Linked DNA regions of Anas platyrhynchos: region 1 is linked to region 2. A link is a contact called in public Hi-C data. All regions are on one chromosome and are shown on one strand. Each heading gives the region's core, a stretch centred on a gene start, on an enhancer-like site or on the middle of the called end of the contact. The rest is flanking DNA. Distances are from core to core; before and after follow the strand shown.

The links. Hi-C and Micro-C count contacts between places; a contact is called where the count stands out from the background.
Region 1: a Hi-C map of liver shows a contact between it and region 2, with 1.8 times the contacts expected there. The contact joins the promoter of ENY2 here to the enhancer-like site in region 2. A contact is called at or near these places in 2 of 8 Hi-C or Micro-C datasets (liver and subcutaneous adipose tissue).

Annotation. Positions count from the first base shown.
Region 1 is chr2:18,285,223-18,290,934 of IASCAAS_PekinDuck_T2T, forward strand. ENY2 (ENY2 transcription and export complex 2 subunit) reads right to left here and starts at 3,898. Exons shown (of 5, transcript XM_027452611.3): 1 at 3,770-3,898; 2 at 3,340-3,421; 3 at 1,388-1,458. The coding sequence starts at 3,407. NUDCD1 (NudC domain containing 1) reads left to right here and starts at 3,906. Exons shown (of 10, transcript XM_038174574.2): 1 at 3,906-4,089. The coding sequence starts at 3,972.
Region 2 is chr2:18,244,657-18,250,936 of IASCAAS_PekinDuck_T2T, forward strand. SYBU (syntabulin) reads left to right here. Exons shown (of 7, transcript XM_027452617.3): 6 at 99-248; 7 at 1,383-3,501. The coding sequence ends at 2,496. Among named protein-coding and RNA genes, the nearest start is that of EBAG9, 22 kb to the right of the region's middle. Within about 2 kb of position 4,360, at least 4 of the 8 cell types and tissues checked have an H3K27ac peak or open chromatin away from gene starts, as enhancers often do. A contact at or near this core is called in subcutaneous adipose tissue, where this site is marked.

The DNA of each region.
Region 1 (5,712 bases), core at 2,648-5,147, 40 kb after region 2:
GCATTTTAACAAATTGCCTACTTATACTACCTAGAAGGCTACTGAAAAAAATGCAGAAGTCAATGCTGAAAAGCCTCAATTCAGAAGCACAAACCCAACATATTTTGTTTAAACATGCATGTTTTAACTGTACGTCAGTATTTCTGAGAATTGGAGAATGCTAGTGTCCAAGGTACCAAATATATTTTCTGAACTGACATCATGCGAACGATTTGTCAAGTATTTTTGGGTGTTAAATTCCTATAGAAATTTATTTTGGATTGCCCAATTATTGGCCCTTATCCACACAGGTGAGAGGTTGTGGATGCCTCCTCCTGGAAAGTGTTCTAAGCCAGGCTGGATGAGACTTTGAACAACCTGGTCTGGTGGGATGTGTCCCTGCCCATAGCAGGGGGGTTAGAACTGGATGGGCCTTAAGGTCCCTTGCAACCCAAACCATTCCATGATATAGATCAAGATACCAAAACCAACCAAACAAACAAACAAGCAAAACCCCTCTGTTTTCTACTGGAGGTTATTATGCCCTTAGTAAGGACAACTGAACTTATATTTGCCTTCTCAGCAGCTGCAGTTACAGTTCAAAATACAAACATAAATTCAGTAATTCCAAATAACTTTACTACAGCAGATTACAAAACGTATAGTTGAAAAGGCATATATACTTTCCCTTTATTACCCGTACTATTGAAATGGGTAATCCGTAGCACTGGCATCAGCATTCTCTGCAAATGCACCTATGAAAACAATTTGTCATACACAGCCCCATAAAAATTTCGGCTGATAGACCAAATCAGAATAAAAGTGAAAGCTCAAAGGATATGTTATTTATGCTAAGCAAATTTGACCATGTAGTAATACTTCTGGAGGCTGAAATACTATTTATAAAATAACAGTTTCATAGAAGTCAGTAAACTTTAGTAATTATAGTTGATTTAACGCTGAAATTGTGGGTATGCAGAGGTTCATCAGCTTGTTTTCTCTCAATTAGAGAGATGATCTTATTTTCATGAATTGTATTCAAAAGCAGTAAAAATGCATATTTTTCTCTCCTGTATGCAAATGACACAATTATTTTTATATTTTTAAGTTGTGTAAGAATTCATCTTTCTCAAAACAAGAAGCTGTATGGTCATGAATATTTAGGGAACTGATTTCAATTTTTTTCTCAGGCACTTATTGAGTTTCAGATCAGAGAAAAGCTTCAAGATTTTTTTTGGCGAAGATGGCAAGATGCTTTCTTGCACATGAAAACAACTGCCAGGGATATTTTTGCTTCCCTAAATACAATTTAAATTGACTGTTAGACAGTAAAAGTTTTCACATGGGACCTTTATTTGACCACAACCTCAGTTGACTACAAAGGATTATTTATTTGACCACCAATTACCTTTGCAATGTGCCTTCAACTGATCCTTCCAGCCACATTCAATTAACTTGGCTCTCAGCAAATCTTTAAGGCTATTAAGACAATAAACAAAATTATTAGGAACAGCACACATTCCCAGCAAGCTCAAATATGCTTCAGCATGAAAAGTAAGCCCATGGTTACTACTCATAGTAGAATTTCCAGACCAGCAGCAGAAATGGCTGAATAGCATGTGAATCCCATCCTGAATGAGTATCAGTTTCAGTGTACAACGTTTGGACTATGAGAAGGAGTTGGTTCAGAAGCTAACTCAATCTTTCTTAAGGTAGCATTGATGCTGCAGCCACAGAAAAGATGTAGAATCACGTGAACTACCTGAGACTACTCTGTTGCAAATGTATGCCAACATTCAAAGCTGGAATATTTAGTTTAAACAAGACTTTCAACATAAAGCCGTCTCCCATCCTTTCTGAAACAAGAATTTGGTGCTACTTTTGTCTTCAGCTGTCTCCCCAGTTATGCTTTACTTTGTTTTGGGTGAAGAATAAGGGAAAGGAATCTTACATCTTGTAGTAGCATAGTAAGAATTAAAGAAATCTCCACGTATATAATGCAATTGCAGAAGTTTTTATTTATTTATTTATTTTAAAATTTATTTGAAAAGTGTTTTGGTGTTTCAAATTCAAATTGGAACTGAGAAACCTTACCAATTAAACAACAGAAATCTACTTTGTTATATATAAGGAATCTTTTCTACTTAATTTTAATCAATTAAACTAAAACAAACACTGTATTGCTTCCTAAGTGTGACTAGAAACTATGTGAGTAAGAAACAATGATACATTTACTATGTGTATTGAAAGAGAATACTGAAGGGAAACTAAACTAAAAAGTTATTACTGAAAAACAGAAGAAGAGAAAATTAAAGCAGTATCTTCACCTTTTATTTCATCAACTAGATGAAATAAGCTGACTTATCTTGTACCACCCTGAACTACCTTAGCAAAATTCTTTTTTTCTGAGTAACTGGACTGCAGCAAGAAGCTGAACTTGGTAGTTCTAATCCTTTTTACTCCATTAATTGTATAGAGGGAAGACAAACTGCTAAGAAAAAGCAAAACAACAATGTACGTCAAATTCACTACTACTGGGTATTTCTTAAAGTCAAGAAATCTGAGTGCTTGGTCTCCTGTCAAATTTGTTGACAATACAACTTTTGACATTCTGTCAAAACTCTGATTACTCTATCCCTAGAATAAAATTGGTCCCAGCACCATATCAAGAAAGGGGCTGGTCACAGCTAGGTGGGAAGGAGAGCACAGGCACCTTGTCAGTCTGCATGAAGTTACGGTAGGTACCTGGCTGTGTAATGACCTAGGAAGAAGGCTCCTTATACAGGCCTAGACAATGAAGAAAACTGAGCTTTTTGGGTATGGTTACACCTACACTGAAGTGAGGCGTGGAACATTAAAAGCATGCTGATGTTGCATGAATATAATGGAAACAAAACAGTGAAAAGACAACAAAAGGCTGAAAACCAGCTGCCACAATACACCACGTAGTTTACTTGTTGGCCTTTATTGGGCTCTCTACCATGACTTCTATGGGTGCTGTTTTATTCTACTATATATTTCTTTCCCCGGCAAAAGAACACATAGGAACACAGAAGAAAACTTCAAAAGCAGAAAAGCAAGGGTTGCCTCATATCATGAAATAATAAGATTTAACTGCAAAAACTTGTATTTTAACAAGTTGTGCGTAAGCCAGGAGCTCCCCAACACAACCTGCCAGACAAAGAAGCTTTGGAGTTCTCAGGCCAACCACCCCATCCTTTATTCAAAGGGTAAAATCAGAGAAGCGTTCAGATGATAATATTTTTATTCAGCCATTTAAAATTTCGGTGTTTTCGTGGTGTTCTGACCAAGGCACCGCTCCCGTCTGGCGGCAGCGCCCAACGCCCACTGCCCACTTACCGCTCCCGCTCCCCCGTTTCGATCAGCTTCTGGTTAATGGTGGCTCTCATCTGGGCGTCCTTATTCATGGTGCAAAGCTGACCTAGGCGGGGAAGCAGAAAATTACGAGGCTACCGACACCGACGGGGCTGCGAGAACGCAACGGGGGGGACACGGGCGGGGGCTGCCCAGAGGAGCCGTGGCTGCCCCATCCCTGAGGTGCCCCTCATGGATGGGGCTGCGGGCACCCTGGGCGGGCAGGAGGTGTCCCTGCCCACAGCAGGGCTGGAGTCAGGGCTCGGGTCCCTTCCCCCCAGGCCATTTTGGGGCTCCACGCCCGCCCCCTGCCACCGCTCACCCGCAGCCCCCCCCCCCCTCAGCGCCCCGGCCGCCTCAGCCCCTACCCCGCCCCCCCCACAGCCGGACCGAACCGAGCGGGCCGGGCGCTCACCACCCGCTCCCTCCTCGCAGGGCCCGCTGGGAAATGTAGTTAGCGCGGCCACGTCGAGCTGGGCGCCCACAGCTCCCGGCGTGCTCCAGGGCTGAGGGCTCCTCCCGGCAGCAGCCTTCGGGGCGGAACTACAACTCCCAGCGTGCCCCGCGGCGGCGGCGCTGCTGGCGGGCGGTGCTGAGGGGCCCCGCGCAGCCCCGACATGGCGGCCGCCACCAGCTGCTCGCTGCGCGCCAAGCGGCTGCTGCTGGAGCCCCGCTTCGAGGGCTACAAGCTGTCCCTGGAGCCGCTGGCCTGCTACCGCCTCGGGCTGGCCGACGGTGAGCGGCGGCGCTGCAGGCGGGCGGCCACTGCCCTCCTCTGGCCTGCCCGGCCCTCCCCTCCGCGCTCTGACAGGGCCGCGGCATGGCGGCGGGACCCGTCCCGCTCGCTTGGCGGACACGGAGCCGCCCGGACCCGCTGGGGGCTGTGGGGAAGGCCGGGGCTGGGGGTGGGTCGGAGGGATCTGGGGTGTTGTGGCTCAAGAAGGACGGGGAGGTGCTGGAGAGCCCAGCGCAGAGCCACGGGGGGGGATGAAGGGAGTGGAGCATCTCCCTTATGAGGAGAGTCTGAGGGAGCTGGGTCTGTTCAGCCTGGGGAAGAAGAGACCGAGGGGAGGCCTTATTAACGTTTATAACGCGTGGAGGGTGAGCGTTAGGAGAGCAGAGCCTGGCTCTTCTCAGTGACATCCAATGATAGGACAAGGGGCAATGGGTGCACGCTGGACCATAGGAGGTTCCACTTAAATGTGAGAAGAAACTTCTCACAGTGAGGGTGACAGAGCACTGGAGCAGGCTGCGCAGGGGGGCTGTGGAGTCTCTTTCTCTGGAGACATTCAAAACCCCCCTGCACGCGTTCTTGTGTGAGCTGATCTACATGCTCCTGCTGCAGCAGGGGGATTGGACTAGGTGATCTTTTGAGGTCTCTTCCAACCCCTAACATTCTGTGATTCAGTTAGTGTAGTCTTACACAGTTTTCTGCAAACTGCCATTTTTCTTTGCTTGTTGTTCACAGGTGGATGGTCAGGCTCTTCACTCCATGCTCTGTTTCTTCTACTAAGCAATATCAGCATTTAAGGAGCTGCTCTGCCAGTGGGTCAATTATCTCAGTCCTCAATTTGCTGAGCCATATGGGGTATGGGCCCACATACATACCCATGCTCCCCTGAAATTGCTCAGCATTCTAGCTTTATTGATGGGTGAAATCTGAGTCTGTTGTAAGGTACATGAAGTATCTACTTTTCTTCTTTTTCTTTCCTTTCTTTTTTGTAAAGACCAGACAGTAATGTACTATTTGGGCAAGCTGACCTTGTCTATACATGTACCAGGCAATACACCAGTCTTCCGAGTTATCCATTAAGAATTGCTTTTACCTTTGTGTTAAGTACTTTATTTTAATACCGGGGCAAAAGATGTGTTGTGTGTGAATTGTGTATCAAAGGATGAGTGAATGAAAGTTAGACAGTACTATATGTAGACCTATGATAGGACTGAAAAACCTAATGACAGTGCCATTTTTGTTATGTAGTTTAACATTTCCACTCTAAGACTTTACTCTAAGGTGTAGGTGCTGCCTTTTAAAATACCATTCAAATGTAAAATTGTGTGTGTTAGGAGCATCTTACAGCTCTGTCAGAAGTAGCAACAACTCATGTAGTATAAGTACAGCTTCTTAGTTCTGTGTCTTGGTTTTGAGATTAAAGTTTTGCAAAGCTGGTTTTTAAGATATTTTTGGACTGTCTTGCTAAAATATGAATGTTCTTTTTGAACAAGTGAGGTGTTTCATGTAGAAATTAAGTTGTCCATTTTAATTATATACATATATATAGAATCATAGAATCATAGAATATCCTGAGTTGGAAGGGACCCTTAAGGATCATCAAGTCCAACTCTTGACACCGCACA
Region 2 (6,280 bases), core at 3,110-5,609:
GTAAACTCAGTTTTGTGTCAGTCAGTATGGTATTTTTATTTTTGCCAAAGCTGAAGAACTGTAGGAGTGATGGTTTATTTGTCTTTTTTTCTTTTCAGGCGATCTGGGAGATACCTGTCTTGTGGTGAGAACCGTGGCATTAAGCCAGTAAATCCAGAGCAGTATTTGACTCCTCTACAGCAGAAAGAAGTCACAGTACGACATTTAAAAACAAAGCTGAAGGAATCTGAGAGCAAACTTAAAGAAAGGTATATTTCATTTCAGAAATCAGAGTTGTAAAGGTTTTTTCAGGAACATTTAGGGTTAGGAATCCTGAATGTTCTACTAATTTCTTCACCTTGTAAAGTTGTAACTAAGAAACTTAAAATATAATCAGACTGGTTGTTTTCAAGGTACTCAGGTTTCATCTGCTCAGTAAATACGTGCCATACAGTTTATTTATGCATAAAGCTGGCTCTTTTCCCTTTGAACTTGCCTAATATTAGGCAATTTTATTAAAAATAAAGGATATTTCTTGTCAGTCTGATTTAGCACCAAGTATTTTTATACATAAAACGGTTTTATCCCTGCAAACTTGTATTACTTTAGTCTTCTATTCTACCTCTGTTGGTGAAATACGACTTCAAAATGTGCTCCTTATTCGCTAATGAAAGAAAAGTGGTTACACAAGCCAGTGAGCCCGCTTGTGTTTTTGTTGCTTATATTGAAATTTTCACAATAGCCCTCTGTATCGGTGCTGAGCAAAGAAGTGACGATGTGCATTACACAGTGACAGATGTCATTTCTTTGACTGAAAATGGGCTTTGAGAACGGGGTCTCCAGCACACACAACCCGAGCAGGCATGAAGGGGCGTTTGAGTGTCCTCCCCAGGCAGAGTCCCGGTGACCCGAGGGTGCAGCTGAGGACAGCCCAGCCTCTGCAACTCTCAGGTCTGGAGCTCGCCTGCCACATGAGAGCAGCGTTACCCTGGCTGCAGGCACAGAGCTTGCAGGCATGGACAGTGTGTTGCATGTGCTTTCCAGGCAGGCATTTCTCCATTCCTCCAGGGCAAGGCAGTAGGTGAGGTGCAAGTGCTGTACTGCTTGGATCCAACCTACAGGCCACCGCTTGCACCTCAGGGATTGTGGCACAACCCTCAGAAGTGCCACAAGACTGCTGACTGCGTGGTGAGGTCGGTGACTGGTTAGCGGTCAGCCAGCGTGTCTTGGCAGCCACCTTACAGCTCTGCTGACTCTCAGCAGTGTCAGCAAGTGGCACGTGGAGGAATTTGCCTCCTCTGTGGAGCACCTCCTCTGCCTAGCCATCCCAGTGCAGTGGAGCCTTTTGTTGACTCTAGCTGGCCAGTCAGCACAAGTGCTACAACATTTTTCTTTTGCTACAGGGAGACGGAAATAGAAGAGCTGAAAACTCAGCTGGAACGCATGAGGGAGGACTGGATTGAAGAGGAGTGTTGCCGTGTGGAGGCACAGCTGGCCTTAAAGGAAGCAAAGAAGGAAATTAAACAACTCAAGCAGGTTATTGAAACCATGAAGAACAACTTGGCAGATAAAGACAAAGGCATTCAGAAATATTTCATAGACATAAGTGTTCAAAACAAGAAACTGGAATCGTTGCTGCACAAGATGGAGATGGCTCACAGAGGCTCTCTGAGCGACGAGTATGTGTCTGACTCTCCAGGGAAGCCGTTAGCACTGTATGTCAAGACTCCAGGCAGCCTCATCACAGAGGACCAGGCTTTGGGGGAGATGGGCGACAGTGAGGCGTTTAGGAGAGAGGACACTGAGGACACAAGCAACAAAAGTAACGAGAGCAATTTATTTAAGGAGAGTTCAACCACCGCAAGTTCTGAAGGGAGCGATCCATCTTCCTCCAGTTCTGCTGTGGATCGAGAGACACGTGAAACTGCTTCTGATGAAAAACTGTCTTCTTCTAAGAAAGAGGAGGAAAGCAGCAACATGACAGTGGAACAGTCCGTTCAGACCGACGTGCCACGTGGCCTGAAAATGGAGTGGTTCATTCAAAATGTCTTCATATCTCAAGATTCCTCCCCTAGACCACCTTCCTCACCGAAGGAACTGAGTGAGTTTTCTTCTGGAATCTACGATCTGGATTCTGGTATGGTAATGGACTTAACTCCAAACAGTCCGAACTCTGCCAAATTTTTGCCTTCTGTGGAGTCTCCACACAGAAACGTGGATTGTGAAGTTAATGATAACCGGGTCATGAAAGAACTGGATTTTACAGAGCCACATGATGAAGAGTTTGGGTATGTGAATACTTGCTCTCAGACAGGAATAACGAAGAAGCACTGGAACAGCAGCCTCCTGGTAGATATCCTGGCGGTAGCAGCCCCCGTCGTGCCCACTGTCATGTGGGCCTTCAGCACACAGAGAGGAGGAGTAGACCCCATGTACAATATCGGAACACTGCTGCGTGGGTGCTGCCTGGTGGCTCTGCACTCACTGCGTCGTACACCCTTCAACATCAAAATCTAATTTCTGCTCAGTCACGGGGCACCAGGGGCTGAGGCATTTGGGGAGGAGGGGGGGGGAATGAGGGGTGATAAGAGAGATACTGTATGTTCTGGCAGACTACATTGTTTTGCTCTTGACTATTTGATTTGCACTATAACTTGGTTCGAAAACATGTTCTTTGTTCCAAAATGACAAAGCTGAACCCTGCAGTTTCACAAAATGTTGGTAACTGGCGTAGCACTGTATTGCTGCCTGCAGAAATAGTCCTCCTGCGCCCAGTCACCGGGTCCCTGCCCTCTGCTGGCATCTTTCTTGTGTCAGTGCACCTGCCCAGTGAACAGGATCAGGGGCAGCGAGCAGAATTACAGCTAGCACCGTTTCGGGTTCGCTTGCTGAGTTAGTTTAAGCTCAGTTTCCCTGCCTGATTCATTGAGCAAACGCACAAACATTGTGCACTGGCTGAAGGGCAGCATGTGATGCATCTGGGAACAAATGGCAAGAGGAAGGTGGGGTATTTCTCCAGGCAGCACTAACCTAAAGCATTTGTGAAACTGTAGCGTTAAGTAAGATGAAGGCTCGTTTCCCCTAAGTGTATCACACCTGTACTCTAGAAAGCATGCTAGCGCTTTCCATTTGTTGTCTGAAACGTCAATTCAATTAAAAAAAAACAATCCATATTTCCCAGGCAGCTTCTAGCACATCGTTCATGCCTGTCTTGTGTAGTGGTCTTCCAAATCCTGCAGTTGCTCGAGCATTCCACTAGCCTTGTACGTATGAGGGGACTGTAACCAAAAATGGTAAGTGGGGGGGAGTCTTGAAACGTGTTACAATGGTAAATATAGGGGTGGATACACTCTGAATATTAATGTTGTTTTAAAGTCTTAATGTATTGGAACCTGATAGTCTTTCGAGCCATGTGAAATACCATCTATAAATGTATCGTGTTTTAACTTATTGTTTATTTAATAGCTTTATTATAAATTACCTTTATAATCACAATTTCATTAAAGCATGTTAGAAAATTTACCACTGTACGAGTGTCTTATTGTGGCAAAGCTGTTAAAAATGCTCCGTTTCAGATGAGGTATCACATACATAGCCAAAGGAGGCTCCATGTGAGGGCATAAGGAACCATCGGGACCCTGAGAAGAGAGTTAGGGTGAGGAACAACTAATCACAGCTCCAAGAGGAAGCGCTCCGCAGGAGGAGGCTCCGCTTGGTCTGTGGCCGCACCCACGCTGTACTAACAGAAACAGGTAGCCTTATTTTTACCCCACCATTCCTAAATGTCTCCTGTTTGAATGAAAAAAACATAATGGAGAATGCCTAATTCCTATTTTAAAATGTCTGTTCAAGTCAAATGGACTGAATTCTTAGCCCCAGTGTTAATGTCTTTATTACAATTCTGGGTTGCTCTGTTACATCTGCTGTTGTTTAAGTGCTCTTCACTTTGAGTGGTGGGGAAATGCAGCATAGCTTAGAGCAGAAAGTGATCTCCAGTTCCAGGAGAGACATTCACCTGTGACTACCCAGGTTTCTTCTGTAGCAAGCAGGAAACAAAGCAGCACAAACCTCCCCATGCTTAAGTTTAAAATTTCAACAGGCTCAAGTCACTTCACACCCTGTTTTGGGCAGGCTCCACGTAGCAGCAGTGGTTGTAAACAGGTTGTTTAAAAGGTAGGAGGCACGAACATTAGAATAATGGCAAAGTTGCTTCCTGCCCTTAAAAAATCTTCGCTCAGCTCTCAGGAGCCATTCAGCTATGCTCAGCGAGGAGCTGCAGAGCTCCCATCACCTACCCAAAGAAAATCCTTGCTGTGATCTCTACCCAAAATTCAGCTCACTTCTGCCTTCTGCTGTACTGCCAGGAGATGGACAGCTCGCGGTGCTTGTGTAAGAGGCCTGAAGTACCAAGATAAGTGCTGTAATCCCAGACTGGGGAAATGGCCATTGTTACCCTATCCACAGAGGACACAGCAGCTGAGCTGCAGACATGCCATCTTCATTTGCTTTTAATGCCTCTAATACTCAGCTTTGATCTTTGACACGTCTCAGCTGCATTCCCCTGGTGCTGCACGGAGCAGCTAGGAGGACCATCAGCCTGCAGAAAGCTCACTGCAAAGTCCTGTTTTTCTCCTAATTTAGAAATAATTCATGTCCATACCAGTAGAGCACTAGAGATCTTTGCCTCAAATCACGCAGCTGGGGAGGACGAGCAGCTCACCAGCAAGGGGTGAAGCAGCAGGGGGCTTCCAGGATAGCACGGGAATGACAGATCCTTCCCAGGCCGCAGGGACAGCTGCTGATAACCCCATCACACACTTCTCTTCCTAACCCCACTTTCTTTAGTGCTCAGCCAAGAGGCACCTGCCCTACCACAAGCTGCACTCTCACCGTGCCCGCACTCACGAGGCTGATTTAGCTCCTGACCACTCAGTTGTTTCTTTCCTCCGCCCCAGCAGCTACCTCTTCCACATCCCAGACTGCAGCCACACACTCAAACAAAAGTCCTGCTTTAGTTGCGTCGTGTCCTACATGAGGAGACCAAATGAGTATTTTGTTCCAAAACCCTTCAGACAAATGAACACGTGGCATTTCAGATACGAACACTGCAGCAGAGCCAAGGACAGGAGGATTTTCCAGCCCTCCCAGCAGGCCGGTCCTCCAGAGTCAGCAGTAACAAGGAAGGTTTGGCTCCCAGCGAAGGGAAAATAAAGGGCACAGCCAGGAGGCTGCGTGGAGAGGAAGGAGGACCTGCAGCAGCAGGAGGGAAAGAAACCGAGCACATCCTGAGGGTGTCTCAGCTCCGTATTGGGAGGTGTAAGAAAGTTAGGACACAGAGGGCCTCGCTTCACCAGTGTGGTTAAAAGTACAGACACCTATTTTTATTAAATCTTATTCCCAGCCATTCCCTTATCTCCCATTCACCTCACCAGTCAGGTACTTTACCAGTGTTCCCTCTAAGATTTACTTGCCACGCAGTTGTACAGTCTGCAGAGCATATAGCCATCTGTTCTGCTCCAGCCAGAGCCCTTGTACAGAAAAAATAAGGATGAAAGTGAATATTGTTGCCTTCTAAAATGCATTTTGAAATTGAACAGTTCTCAAGGACATCATATTTGAGATTTCTATCAAATCAGTCAACTTGTGCAAGACTTTAAGGAACACAACAAGCAGAACAAACATTTTTGCTAAGAACTTTCCAGTCACTAAGACCTTGCTATCTTAATTATCTTTCAAGCAAAACCCGTGTCAGAACCTGCAACTTAGTTAGAAATTTTGTTTTTCTGGGCACACCATAGGCAAGCTCCCACCCAGCCCCACTCTTTCGCAACTTTATAGTTCCCTGTATGCATGGGGAACAAGTCTCAGGCACAGAAGTGAAAATTCACTTACCTGTGAATTTTCACAGGTGAATTACAAGATACAAACCCACACCATTGAATCATGGCTCCAGAGATAACAGTGTAGTTTGGTTTGGGTTGGAAGGGACCTTAAAGCCCATCCAGTCCCACCCCCCTGCCATGGGCAGGGACACCTCCCACCAGCCCAGGTTGCCCAAAGCCCCATCCAGCCTGGCCTTGAGCACCTCCAGGGATGGGGCATCCACAGCTTCTCTGGGCAGCCTGTGCCAGTGCCACCTACCACTGAAGTCTACCTCTACATAAAGGGAATCCAAGGAGTGCTGGTAACTGAACTGAGAATTTCCAAACTAACTTTATTAAGACTTTTTTTTTCCCCAACTATACTACCTATGCAATGACTAGGAGACGTCAGGATTTTTTTCCTAACTGTAGGAAGTAAC